Linked DNA regions of Sus scrofa: all the other regions are linked to region 2. A link is a contact called in public HiChIP or PLAC-seq data. All regions are on one chromosome and are shown on one strand. Each heading gives the region's core, a stretch centred on a gene start, on an enhancer-like site or on the middle of the called end of the contact. The rest is flanking DNA. Distances are from core to core; before and after follow the strand shown.

The links. HiChIP or PLAC-seq counts read pairs in DNA pulled down with a chosen protein or histone mark.
Region 1: an H3K27ac HiChIP or PLAC-seq map of skeletal muscle shows a contact between it and region 2. The contact joins two enhancer-like sites. A contact is called at or near these places in 5 of 47 Hi-C or Micro-C datasets (brain, embryonic fibroblasts, fetal heart ventricle and 2 more) and 1 of 2 datasets of contacts at active chromatin or transcription factors (skeletal muscle).
Region 3: an H3K27ac HiChIP or PLAC-seq map of skeletal muscle shows a contact between it and region 2. The contact joins two enhancer-like sites. A contact is called at or near these places in 1 of 5 promoter capture datasets (liver), 4 of 47 Hi-C or Micro-C datasets (embryonic fibroblasts and skeletal muscle) and 1 of 2 datasets of contacts at active chromatin or transcription factors (skeletal muscle).

Annotation. Positions count from the first base shown.
Region 1 is chr3:97,171,890-97,175,985 of Sscrofa11.1, reverse strand. The region is part of intron 38 of THADA (thyroid adenoma-associated protein); the gene reads right to left. Among named protein-coding and RNA genes, the nearest start is that of ZFP36L2, 26 kb to the left of the region's middle. Within about 2 kb of position 1,720, at least 9 of the 83 cell types and tissues checked have an H3K27ac peak or open chromatin away from gene starts, as enhancers often do. A contact at or near this core is called in skeletal muscle, where this site is marked.
Region 2 is chr3:97,069,660-97,073,904 of Sscrofa11.1, reverse strand. All of the region lies in intron 31 of THADA (thyroid adenoma-associated protein), which reads right to left. Among named protein-coding and RNA genes, the nearest start is that of ZFP36L2, 130 kb to the left of the region's middle. Within about 2 kb of position 2,859, at least 12 of the 83 cell types and tissues checked have an H3K27ac peak or open chromatin away from gene starts, as enhancers often do. A contact at or near this core is called in skeletal muscle, where this site is marked.
Region 3 is chr3:96,969,956-96,974,398 of Sscrofa11.1, reverse strand. THADA (thyroid adenoma-associated protein) reads right to left here. Exons shown (of 40, transcript XM_021088406.1): 28 at 2,327-2,418. Among named protein-coding and RNA genes, the nearest start is that of THADA, 100 kb to the right of the region's middle. Within about 2 kb of position 1,353, at least 9 of the 83 cell types and tissues checked have an H3K27ac peak or open chromatin away from gene starts, as enhancers often do. A contact at or near this core is called in skeletal muscle, where this site is marked.

The DNA of each region.
Region 1 (4,096 bases), core at 471-2,970, 100 kb before region 2:
AAACCATAATTATTAAGGGACTCCGAGCTGCTGAGGAATTCTTGGGTTACAGAGGCTTTGATCTGCCCCTGCCTTCTCTCCCCGACATGAATTTCCACGGGTGTGGCTGATTTTCATTGTTTCCCCAGAGGTGGGGCGGCTTCGAAGGTGAGGACGTGAACAGCCCTGCAAGGTGAGCAGGGTAACCGTGGCGCCCAGGCCCCGCACGGCTGTAACCAAGGGGACCGACCAGCTCTGTCCAAGTATCAGAGTCGGAATGCTGTGGCCTCGAATCTTCCGCTTCCCACGCGTTCTGGGAAGCCTGAGATCTTGCCCCGCACCCCCCCACCCTCAGGATCTGGCTTCCAGCTGGGGGAGGCTTTGCCGTCTTATTCCCATGAAAGCTGAGCGATCCGGCCCAGGAGTCTTTGGGTAGCTCCAGCCATCTGGCCTGTGCTGACCTCAAACTCAGGTAGCTGCCTCCCCCGCAAAGTGAAGACGATACCTCAACTCGGTCACGAACTGTGAGGCCAAGCTTTTGGCAGAGGCCACACTCCCTTCTACGGAAACATAGGCTGGGATGTCAAGGAGGACAGAGCTACTCCTTCAGCCTCCTTCGGGTTCTCCCTGCCAGAAAAGAGAGATGGGGCAGAACACCCAGCTGTTCATGGATCTCCTGTAGAAGGAGTTAAAAGAGGCCTGTAAGACCAAGCGGGAAGGTTCTCTAAGCCGGGGGCATGAAAAGGACTCTATGACAAAGAGCAAGTTTCTTTCTTTCTTTTTTTTTTTGCTTTTTTCCAGGGCTGCTCCTGCAGCATATGGAGGTTCCCAGGCTAGGGGTCTAATTGGAGCCGTAGCCACCAGTCTACGCCACAGCCACAGCAACGCCAGATCCGAGCCGCGTCTGCAACCTACACCACAGCTCATGGCCACGCCAGATCCTTAACCCACTGAGCAAGGCCAGGGATCGAATCCGAAACCTCATGGTTCCTCATGGTTCCTAACCACTGTGCCATGACAGGAACTCCTGTTTTCGTTGATATTTTAATGCAGCTGCGAGGCAGGTGAGACGGGTGATCATCCCCACTGTACAGATGACAACACTGAGGCCAAGAGAAGAGGGCCAACTAGTTCAGGAGGGAGGTGGCTCTGCGATGCCCAGATCCCTGCTCGCTCTCAAGTCAGCACTGCCCGTCAAAGGGCTCCTTCCCTGATGGGGAAGCAGCTCCTCCGTGGGTGGGCAGACAACGGGGATGGAGAAAGAAAGGCAGGGGGAGAATGAGTGAGAAGAAATCAGAGTCTCAGGGCAGCAGGTAGAAACCAGGGGTTCTAATGCAGAGGGGGTACAGAGAATGTCCAGAGCCCACTTGTACCGGGGAGGGAGCCAGAATGGTTTCCTTCAAGTGTCAGCTCCCACTGGGAGAGGCAGAGAATGGAAGCAGAAGGCCAGGGGGGAACCCTAGCAATTAGCCCCAGCCATGCCCTTCACTGTCTGTTGGAGGCTGGGGAAGAGTCAGGTGATCATCCCAAAGAGGAGAGAGGGGTACCCCACCCTGGGCCGCTGGGCCCGACCCCAAAAGGCTCGCTGTGGGCAGTATGGGACATTTCTGAGCCTCCTCCCAGGAATGGGTCGACCTCGCAGGATCCCCTTTTTGTCCCCCCATTTCGATCTATTCTATCTCCTCCTTCTTGTTTGCATCGGTCTCAGGAAGATGCAGATGAGCTCATTCCGGAAACGGGAGACCTTTCTTCCCACCCAAGGTGAAGGTCAATGAGTCACGTAGCTAAAAATAAATGTAAGACTACCTATCAATAAAAGGAAAATGAAACACGCACGAAGTTAAATTCCCCTGCTATTTAAAATACAGCAAGGAACGTAAAACCTTATTTAGTAAGTACAACCGACACTCAAATATGTAAACTTTAATTACATGTTCTGGACCAGTGAGAGCCGAGTAAGGGAACAGGAGGAGGAGAGGTGAGGGCAGGGGAAAGCCACAGACTCAAGGAGAGGAAGATCGGGGGGGAGGAAGTGAGGCCCAAGCTCAGAAGCACGTGCGACAAGGGAGGAGGCACAGAAAGGGGAGCGTTCAGAAGGTTCTGGGGTGAGGTGACTTGCAGGGCTCTGGGCAATGCGTATCAGTCAGTAACTATTACTTATGACTCCTGGATCTTTTTTGTTGTTGTTGTCTTTTTAGGGCCACACCTGCGGCATATGGAGGTTCCCAGGCTAGGGGTCGAATGGGAGCTGTAGCCTCGGGCCGATGCCACAGCTACAGCAACGCAGGATCCAAGCCACATCTGTGACCTACACCAACGCCGAATCCTTAACCCACTGAGCGAGGCCAGGGATCGAACCTGCGTCCTCATGGATCCCAGTCAGATTCGTATCCGCCGAGCCACAATGGGAACTCCTCCTTACTGATCTTTATCCTTAAACTTTCAGATGCCCCCCTTGGAATGGGGACTCACAGAAGCCCATGAGAGAAAAATTGTTGAATTAAACCGAGGATGCCCAATTAAATTAGAATTTTAGGTAAACAATGAATGCCGTTGTAGGATACACACGTCCCAAACAGTGCATGGGGCATACTTCCACAAAGACGTTATTCGTGGTTTATCTGAAATTCAAATTTAACTGGGTGTCCTGTATTTTTCTTCGCTAAATCTGGCAGCCTTGCGCTGGAGGCCAAACCATTCTTTGAACCAGAACGCAGTGACCAGGCCAGTATTTACACTGAGGGTGGGGGTGGGGGGTGGAATCAAGTGGATGGTCACTTTTGGACACGGGAGGTGAAGCAGCACAGAGACTTGTGAGGAGGCAGGATGCTAATCAGCAACTGGGGGATATCAAGCTTCACGTTCTCTCCTCCTTGAGGGGTCGGCTTCCTGCGCCTCTCCCTGAGTACGGCGGAGACTGCTGGCCCCTCTCCCAGCCAAGGGTCAGAGAGAGAAAGAGTTGACTACAGAGTTATATTGGGATTGTGGGTAACCTGGCCTGTGTAGGGCTCCTGAAGATTCTGGAAGATTCTGGAGGATCTGACGTGGAGAGCAAGCTTGCAGAACACTAAGGAACAAGTAAAGCCAAGATGGAACATGGTCCATGATCTAGGGTGCTAAAGGAATGCTGACCTCCACTGCTTTTTTATTTTTATTTTATTTTACTTTTGTCTTTTGGTTTTTTTAGGGCCACACCCTCAGCATATGGAGGTTCCCAGGCTAGGGGTCGAATCGGAGCTACAGCTGCTGGCCTACACCACAGCCACAGCAACGGCAGATTCGAGCCATGGCTGCGACCTACACCACAGCTTATGGCAGCGGGTGTGGCCCTAAAAAGCAAACATAGATAAATAAATAAAAAATTAAAAAAGTACCAATTTACAGTTTCACCAGCTATATCATGTCTGTTCCTTCACAGCCTTAGCAATCCTGGGTAAGAGCCATCTTTTTATCCTTTGTCAGTAAGATATCTGGAAAATGCCAGGGTACTTGTCGCTCTAGTTGGCATTTCTTTATTATAAGTCAGCATGAGCATTTTTTTTTTTTCATATGTGTACTGTTCATGGCTATTTTTTTCTTTTCTTTTGTCTTTTTGTCTTTTTAGGGCTGGCACCCAAGGCATATGGAGGTTCCCAGTCTAGGGGACGAATCGGAGCTATAGTTGCTGGCCTATGCCACAGCCACAGCAATGCAGGATCCAAGCCTCGTCTGCAATCTACACCACAGCTCACGGCACTGCTGGATCCTTAACCCACTGAGCAAGGCCAGAGATCGAACACAAAACCTCATGGTTCCTAGTTGGATTCATTTCTGCTGAGCCACAACGGGAACTCCCTCTTTTCTTTTTTTCTTTTTTTTGCTTTTTAGGGCTGCACCCAAAGCATATGAAGTTCCTAGGCTAGGGGTCAAATCAGAGCTAAGGCTGCCAGCCTACACCACAGTCACAGCAACAGGGGATCTGAGCAGCATCTGTGACCTAAACCACAGCTCATGGCAATGCCAGATCCTTAACCCACTGAGCAAGGCCAGGGATCGAACCTGCATCCTCATGGATACTAGTCAGATTCATTTCTGTTGTGCCACAATGGGAACTCCCATGGCTATTTTTTAATTTCAC
Region 2 (4,245 bases), core at 1,610-4,109:
GATCCTTCACCTGCTGTGCCACTGCAGGAACTCCAAGGCAATACTATTTAATAGGCAAACTGTAAATACGTTTTCTCCTTTATATCTTAACTTTGCACAGATTTAGCAAGTTAAATGATTCTTCTTCTTCTTCTTCTTTTTTTTTTTTTGGCCGTTCCTGTAGCATGCAGAAGTTCCTAGGCCCTGGATCAAACTCATACCACAGCAGGAACACTGCTGAACCACTGAACCATTGTTACTGCTGAACCACTGCAGTAACAATGCTGGATCCTCAACCAGCTGTGCCACCAGGGAACTCCAAGTTAAATGAGTTCTATGCAATTCTACTAAATAAAAAGTAAAATCAATTTCACTTAAACAATGAAATGCCAATTGAGATTTATTATCTAGCAAACTATATACAAATGCATAGGGATTCAGTTGAGGAAAGATGGAAGTAAGGTGAGATAAAGGAAAGGCTCACTTTCTGAAGAATGTAGAGTTTTAATAGGAAAAAGGTCACAGATAAGGAGAGCAGGGTGGGAGTTCCTGCTGTGGCTCAGCAGTAACAAACTCGACTAGTATCCATCATGATGTGGGTTCAATCCTGGTCCTTGTTCAGTGGGTTAAGGATCCAGCATTGCTGTGGCTGTGGTGTAGGCCGGCAGCTGCAGCTCCGATTTGACCCCTAGCCTGGGAACTTCCATATGCCACAGGGGTGGCCCTAAAAAGCTAAAAAAAAAAAAAAAAAAAAGGGGGGGAGAGAGAAAACAGTGTAAATTTGGAATTGTGTATATTATAATTGGTAATGTACATTATAATTAACCCCCTGACCATGCAGGTGGGTAGAGAGGGGAGATATTCACAGCCCAGAAGAGGACTACAAGTGAGAAAACATAAGTTTACCTACAATACTTAATACTGCAGGAAAATGAGGCCAAGAAACAAACCATTAAGGTTCCCGATAAAGTTCCTATCTAAAATAAGACATGAAGTTTCCCTACATTTCTATTTTAAAAAAGTACTGCAGTTTCCTCAGAAAATTAAAAAGAGAATTACCATAAGGTCTAGCAACTCCACTTCTGGGTCTGTATTTAAAAGAATTGAAAGGAGGGTCACAAAGATGTGTCTATACACTCCGTTCATAGCAACATTATTCACAACAGCCAAAAGCTGGAAGAAAACCAAGTGTCCGCGGACAGATGAACGGATAAACAAATGCGGTGGACACATACAATGGAATACCATTCAGCCATAAGGAGGAAGGACATTCTAACACATGGGTGGAGCTTAGGGAGATTATGCAAAGAAGTAAGCAGTTACAAAAACACAAATATTGTATGATTTCACTTATATGAGATATCAGGAATAGGAATCAAACCAGAAAGTAGAATGGTGGTCTCCAGGGGTTGAGAGGAAAGGGAAAAACAGGGAGTCATGGTTTAATGGGTATAAACATTCAATTTTGCAAGATGAAAAAGTTTTGGACATTGGTCAGCAACATGTGAATATACCTAACACTACTAAAGTGAAATGTGAACACTTGAAAATGGTTAAGACGGCAAATTTTCCATGCATTTTAGCACAGCTAAAAATTAAACAAAAATTTTAAGATTCTCTACATTCAAGTCATCAATAGTCACTGTTGTAATATTGTATTCAGTATCATTTCTAGCACAGGTTTTAAATGATCTGATTACAGATTTTCTCATCTGTGAAAAAGCCTTGTGGGTGAACTATACATTTACTTTAGTGTACCAACTGGTATTGTAAGCCTGCATCAATTAGATGCTCTTAGAACCTCATTTTGATTTCTTTTAATCCTTAAAACATTAGCATTAGATGCTAATTAGAAATAGCCAAGTCCATCACTAGAGGCAAGCCATAAGATGATACCAACTGTAAGGAAAGGAACAATTCTCAAGTGACATTGGGACACTGGTACTGATGAGCAGACAATAAAGACCTGTTGTTATTTTTTGTTTGTTTCTTTGTTCACTGGTTTTCCAGTCTCTCTACTACTGCAGAAGAGGAGATAAACAACCACCATAGGCTAAATCCTTAGACAAAGTTCAATTTTTAAAAACGTTTTCCATTGCAGACTGTTTTTTAAAAGTATGACACTTACCAGAGAGGATGTGCTTGAGACTATTATGATCACTATGTCATCAAAAAGTCAGCTTAAGTAGGTGTAAGTTTGCTTAATATCATACACTTGTATGGAACACACAACGGTTCCATACAAGAATTGCTGATGTGTTGATCACATCACTCTACTTCCCATAGATATCTACTTTCTCTTTGCTCATAGCTAAAACACTCAACATTTTCATACCTTTCATCATTTCCCATTCCACACCAATTGTTTAGCCTGTCTGAGAACTTTTTTTCATTTACCTATGCTGAAATCTGTTCAAAATTTCACAAACTCACCACCGCAACATCAAGATAGTCTTTTCCTGCTCTTCTCCATCCTCCCAGCACTCAGCCAACCCAACACTATATGTCAAGAAACCTATTAGCTCCCAGTTCTCTTACTTCCTTTTCAAGTTCAATATCTACATCAAAAACCCTGCTCCCAATTACTCTACGTCTCCATCTGTAGACCTGAAATAATATAACCAACCTCCCCTTTATTGCTCTGGATAAGGACCAAGGGTTTATGTGCACTGCTGACCTCCTTGATCCTTATAAGATGTGTCATGCACAATTATTATTGTTATCTCTGCCCTGGTTTCCCACAACTCTTACTTCATGCCCCTTGATCTTGACCACAAAACATTGTGTTACTAAACAGCTCACTCAGTCTTCTGCTTCCTCCACTACTGCCTTTGGGCAGTCTTGCCAGCTGCCCTTTAAACTTGGAAGAGTCTCCCCTTGCATCTGCCAAGCTGCTATTTCAAATGCTTCCTTCTTACTCATGTCTGCCTGACTGTTCTCCACATGAATGACCAGGAGCACCCTTCCTAGAATGGAACAGGCTTGGGGGAAAAACGACTGATGAAATGAAATCCAGAACACTTTTTGCCCATTAAATACTTGAGCTTAGAAACGTCATGATTTTCTTATTGTTTTTCATGGTCCTTTAACCTCAATGGCAAATTACCTAGTGATATATAACATCCATCACTTTGGGAGATAGGTCTCCTCTGTTATCTCCTGAACATGCCAGAAGAATCATGTGTCTCTTATACAAACTCAATTTTATACATTGAATCCCTCTCTTCTTCTCTTAACCCAATGTTTTCCAACTTGTCTGACTGCAAGACTCACCTACGCTGCACATGAAAGATGCAGATTCTGGGGTCCTACCCCAGATCCACACAATCAAAATCTTTAAGACAGAAACGTGGGACCCTGTATTTTAAACTCTTGTGTCGGGTATTTTTAGGAAACATTTGACAGCCTCTTAAATCTTCCTGTTTTTGTCAGTGTCCTAATAACCAGAGACCTGATGACATGTATTCAAATGGCCTGATTTATTTAGGGTTTAGTCACAAAGATTCTACCTATTCCATCCATGCTGATAATATGACTTAAAATTAATATTATGTGATTCTGCACTCTAATTTTTCTCTTGCAGTCACATTGCAAGATTCTGGTGATGAATTTATACTGCTCTATACTCACCTAGTGCTTAATGAGCAACGATTGAGCATTTAATGGAAACCCATTTTAAACCTTACTGAACAATCGGTAAAGGCACCACCCAACACAAAAAAAACCCTTTAAGACGCCACATCTTAAAGCCTACTTGCGTAGCACTGAATCTTCCCCTCACTAACCATCAGGTGGATGAGAATGAGAATGAAAATTTAAGGATGGTCTCTTGCCCTGAAAGAAGAAGGCAACTGTTCAGTGATCTGGCCAGATTTCTCAAAACTATTGTTAGGTTTTGTCTGATTGCCTAGATTCCCCATAATAGAGTCCACTTCCTTTCATCCCTCAAGGATTACTGCTCCAACCCTGTGTTCTTTCCATCGTCATGCCGGGGAGAGCGCAGATTAATGATTTGCATCTGATAGTGCGTGATAAAAATTCAAGTAACAGGCCTGCTTTCAGGCAAAGGACACGCAGAACACTTTTCAGAAACGGAGACACGTTTCATGTCGAACATTGCAAATGTTCAAGGATGCTTATTTTAAAACATACTTTCAAAGCAGGAAGACGCTTCTAGATGAAAATATAAAAGCAGGTTTCAAAGAAATAAATAAATGAATTAAATCAAAGAGAAAAGACCATAGGACCCTTTCTAAAAAGTGATTA
Region 3 (4,443 bases), core at 104-2,603, 98 kb after region 2:
ATTCTTACAGTGCCCACCATATATACACAGACTAGAAGGAAAAGGCTCCACCCTCAGGGAGTTAATATTGTAGGGGACAGGTATATAAACATTTTGACCAAAAGTGGCATAATTAAATAAACTACAGCTAAAAGAACCATAACAAATAATGGCAAGTGTAAGACACTCAAAGTTTCGCAAAGCAAATCCAGTGGATGCTGCCAAGAAATATACCCTTTAAGGATTAAACAGAGAATAAAAGCATTGTCTATGTAATGAGATATACCAACCTTCAGATTACTGAAATAAAAACTCTTACCAAAGATGCTCATCACATTAAAAAATTAACTTCTTAATGCCTTCATTTCACTTTTTAGCTTTTACTCAAAACAATTACGTGACTATTCCATTTCCCTCTTTCTAGGAAAGCTATATATTTTGTAACCTTCCTTATTTGAGAGGAATGAAGTTATAATGGGGTTGCCATAAGCATGCTGTGGCAAAGAGACTAGGACTATGTGCTTTTATGTGCTACTCTTCCACCCTGTTTCAGATGTAACCTATGCAAAATGAATCTGATCATTTTCTCCTGTACATAGTAAAACTTGTATACACATCCAAGAATCATTCTCTTCATAAAAAGTAAAAGAGAAAAAAAGCATTTCTTCATTTTTTGAATTCAGCTTTAAACATCAATTTCACTTGCTTGATAAACCTCATACCGTATTTTATTTACACTACTTATCATGGCCTTACATTATAATATGACCAAACTGTTTTAAACCTTAGCACAACTGAATTATTAACAAAATAAACAAACCTAAAAAGAAACACATATCAGCGATTTCAACCTAGTGACAGGAAGAATTTATTTAGGAATCAGCTAAATAGTAAAAATCATCTTTTTACTAATCATCCTTTCAAAGGAATAATGTGATCGTTATGAAAAATACAACTCAGCTGAAAAAAAAAAAAACTTCTCTAGCCTTTCCTTAATATACTCAAGGGATTCACACATTTATAGCCAACTGCTTTCCATTTAAATATTTATTGAATTTTATAGGGTGATATGTAGCAATTTAAATGACAATTCAGAACTACCAGAAGGTTTCACCAGAATTACTTATAGTGTATTACAAAATTATTTCATGATATTTTCTAATTCCTAAGACCTAGTTCCATCATAAGAATATATATATATATATATATATATGCTTTTTAGGGCTGCAAATGTGGCGCATGGAAGATCCCAGGGTAGGGGTTGAATCAGAGCTGCGACTGCTGGCTTACACCACAGCCACAGCCATGCCAGATCCAAGCTGCGTCTGTGACCTCCACCACAGCTCATGGCAATGCCAGATCCTTAACCCACTAAGTGAGGCCAAGGATCAAACCAGCATCTTCATGGTTATCGGTTGGATTCATTACTGCTGAACCACAACAGGAACTGCCAAGAATACATATTTTAATAAACAACAGATTAAAACTGAAATTAAAAGTGCGATCATCCACTTTTTTAGGTAGGAGAGGAATGGAGCTTGATTTATCTCTAGTTCATCCAGAGGAAGACCACTGGGCCAAATCAGATCCTGAAGTTAAAAGTAATTAAGCATGCAGCGACAGTGACATCTAGTGTTAACTCATGCAAGCCACTAGACTACCATTAAAACCAGCCTAAGTACTAAAGAAACTATTCAAAGCTTCTCTTTAAAAACCACCAAACAGAACTTATGCATTGTATCTAAAAATTCCTCATAATCAAAGTGTTTCAGTAAGTTTTTTTCCAGACATTTAAAAAAAAAAACCTTAACAGAAAAACCTCTTAGGGAACAAACACAACAAAGACCTAAAAGTAAACAAGCACTGTTTATCCCGTGTGGCCAACATTTGCAACTGCTCACCTTGGTGAGAGCTTAATGCAATGTAATCTGGGGCGTGTTCTGATGAGCACATCATAAACATTTAAACTTCCAGTTACTATAAAAGCAACAATATGGCACGAGCCAGTACTTGATGACATATCAAGAAAAAGCAATTTAAGACATCTCGGGAATACTCGAAGAAGATGCAAATCAACAAAACTTTAGCTGTTGCACTGGGAAACGAGCTCTACATTTCAAGTCCTTGCTACCTTGCTATATTTTTGTTGCTCTGAAAGGTCCACTTATTTAAACAGTAGATATTTTTACCCAAGGGTTTAGAACTTGGCAGCATAGATTAATTTACTATAGTGTTTTTATAGTTATATACTCTAGAGGAATCTATAAAAGTAAGTGAAATTCCAAAAATTATTTTTGGCCACGACAATATTTTGTAAAAAGGGAAGTTAGCATTAGATGAAGCTTACCTATTTTTTTTGGAAAGTTCATCCTTTCCCTTTTTAACTCCAAATATCCTTGTGATCAAGGTACTGAAGAGAAGCGTGGATGAATTTCTCACCTAATGTAAAAATGTATATACAATAAAGGTTAAGACATATTCATGGCATAACACCAACATTTACAATGTTAAAACTAGATATTCAAAATCATTACCCAATTTCCTAGTGGAGGGCTAAAGGAGATATGGTCTCTATTCATAAAATAAGACAATTTTCACTAACTTTGTAGTAATTCCCTCTATGACTTCCTCTCAAACTGAGCTCTATAGTCTAACCACATCCACACAACACAGCTTTTTTCATACTTCTAATATTACCACCAACTGTTTTATTTCTTTGTGCTTATATCATCGAATAACACTTTAAAAAAAAGTTAATTTTTCCACAACATTTCTGATGATGAATAATACCCCAGTAAAAAGCTCAGCTCTCTCCATCTATTTTCTGTAGTCATCTGCCTATGAGAAAATATAAGACCTAACTCAAAGAACCCACATTATTAACATGGCCAGAAAAATATTTAATATCGTATCTAAAATGCTACTACCCGCACAATGCCAGTAACCTAATAATGTAATTTTAAACCCTAAGATTATCTGAGATAACTGGTTCATAAAAATAAGAAGAAAGAACCATCATTAATAAGCATGAATCACATCTATTTCCAAATCAATGTGTCAGGATGCTTTCCTGTATCATAAAAATGTCCTGAATGCATACTGGGCTTCCTCAATTACCTTGCCAAATCAGCGTAGACAGGTATAAACATGTATTGACTTCCCCACAATGTGTAAGGCCCTATACCAGCACCACAGAGAACATCCAGAAATAGAAGACACACACTTACTGCTAACACAGAGCTTATGCCTAATTAGATGGGCATCATATGGTGTGTTAAACAGCAACATAAGAAGAAAGGTAATTAAAAGCAACAATGTAGGATGGAGACCATAGCTTCCCGAAACTACTGCTGAAAGGATCACAAACTCAAATGCCCACAAGGGCCAGTGAGTGAGACAAAAGCAGCAGAGAACTGGGTCTAATGCAGTCGCTATTCAGCTGCAGCTGAAGTTGTTGCCCAGAGGGAATGTAAGCCCAGTGCTGCCAGATCTTCTGCTTTTTCAAAAGAAGCCAGAAACCCCAATTTTTATGTGAAATCTATTTTTAATGCTGGCAACAAATTAAAGGAAGAAGAAGAAGAAGGAAAAAAAAACTGTGGTGGAGGCCAAATAAAACACAGTTGTAGGCCAGATTTGACCTTTCAGCCACCAGCTTGCAACCTCTCCTCCAGAAGCACTGACTGACTCAGTTCGTGCATGGTAACTCTAGAATTGGAGCATAGATACACTGGCGCAATTCATAGCATAACTGCAATGAAACCTAAAACTGGACCAGTTCACTTATGTCCACTCAACAATTAACAAACATCAATGAAGTCTCTACTGTATGCCCTGCCCAATATCTGCAAATGAATTGCTCTGTCCTGTTACTCTATCAACATCTGTCCAAGCTCAGGTCTTCATTATCTCTCTCCTCTATTGACTTGGTTCCCAAAGACTTCTTAGGTTTAAGATGACTTGGTAGAGTCATACAGGACCCTGTCGCCTCTTAGGAATTGCACACACACACAAAAACCATAAAAAGAAAAGAAAAATCAAAACACATTGCCGTAAACCAAACTTTCTGACAGACTGCCAGAAGCAATAAAGTTAAAACTGGAGATGAAAGAGGATGTCCACTAAGGCGCACTTTATCAGAACTGTAAAGAACTGCTTGACAAAATGAATGGGTGCCCCCAGAAAGAACACTCCCTTATTTGATTCTCCTGCAGGCAGGAGACACATAATGTCTTTTAATAATGTTAAGATGGATCAGATAGATAAGCAGCCTAATCCATTCATCAAGTTCACTGATTAGGAGCCTATGATCATCATTACCTATACCAGTGGTATAGCAAAAGAGTGATAGTCTACCATTAATTAGTTATACTTTTCAGAAAAACTACCTCTAAAATAAAAGGCTTTCCCTCATGAGCTATTTGGTCATTCTGTTAGTACAGATTATTTCCACGAATTTACCAGTTT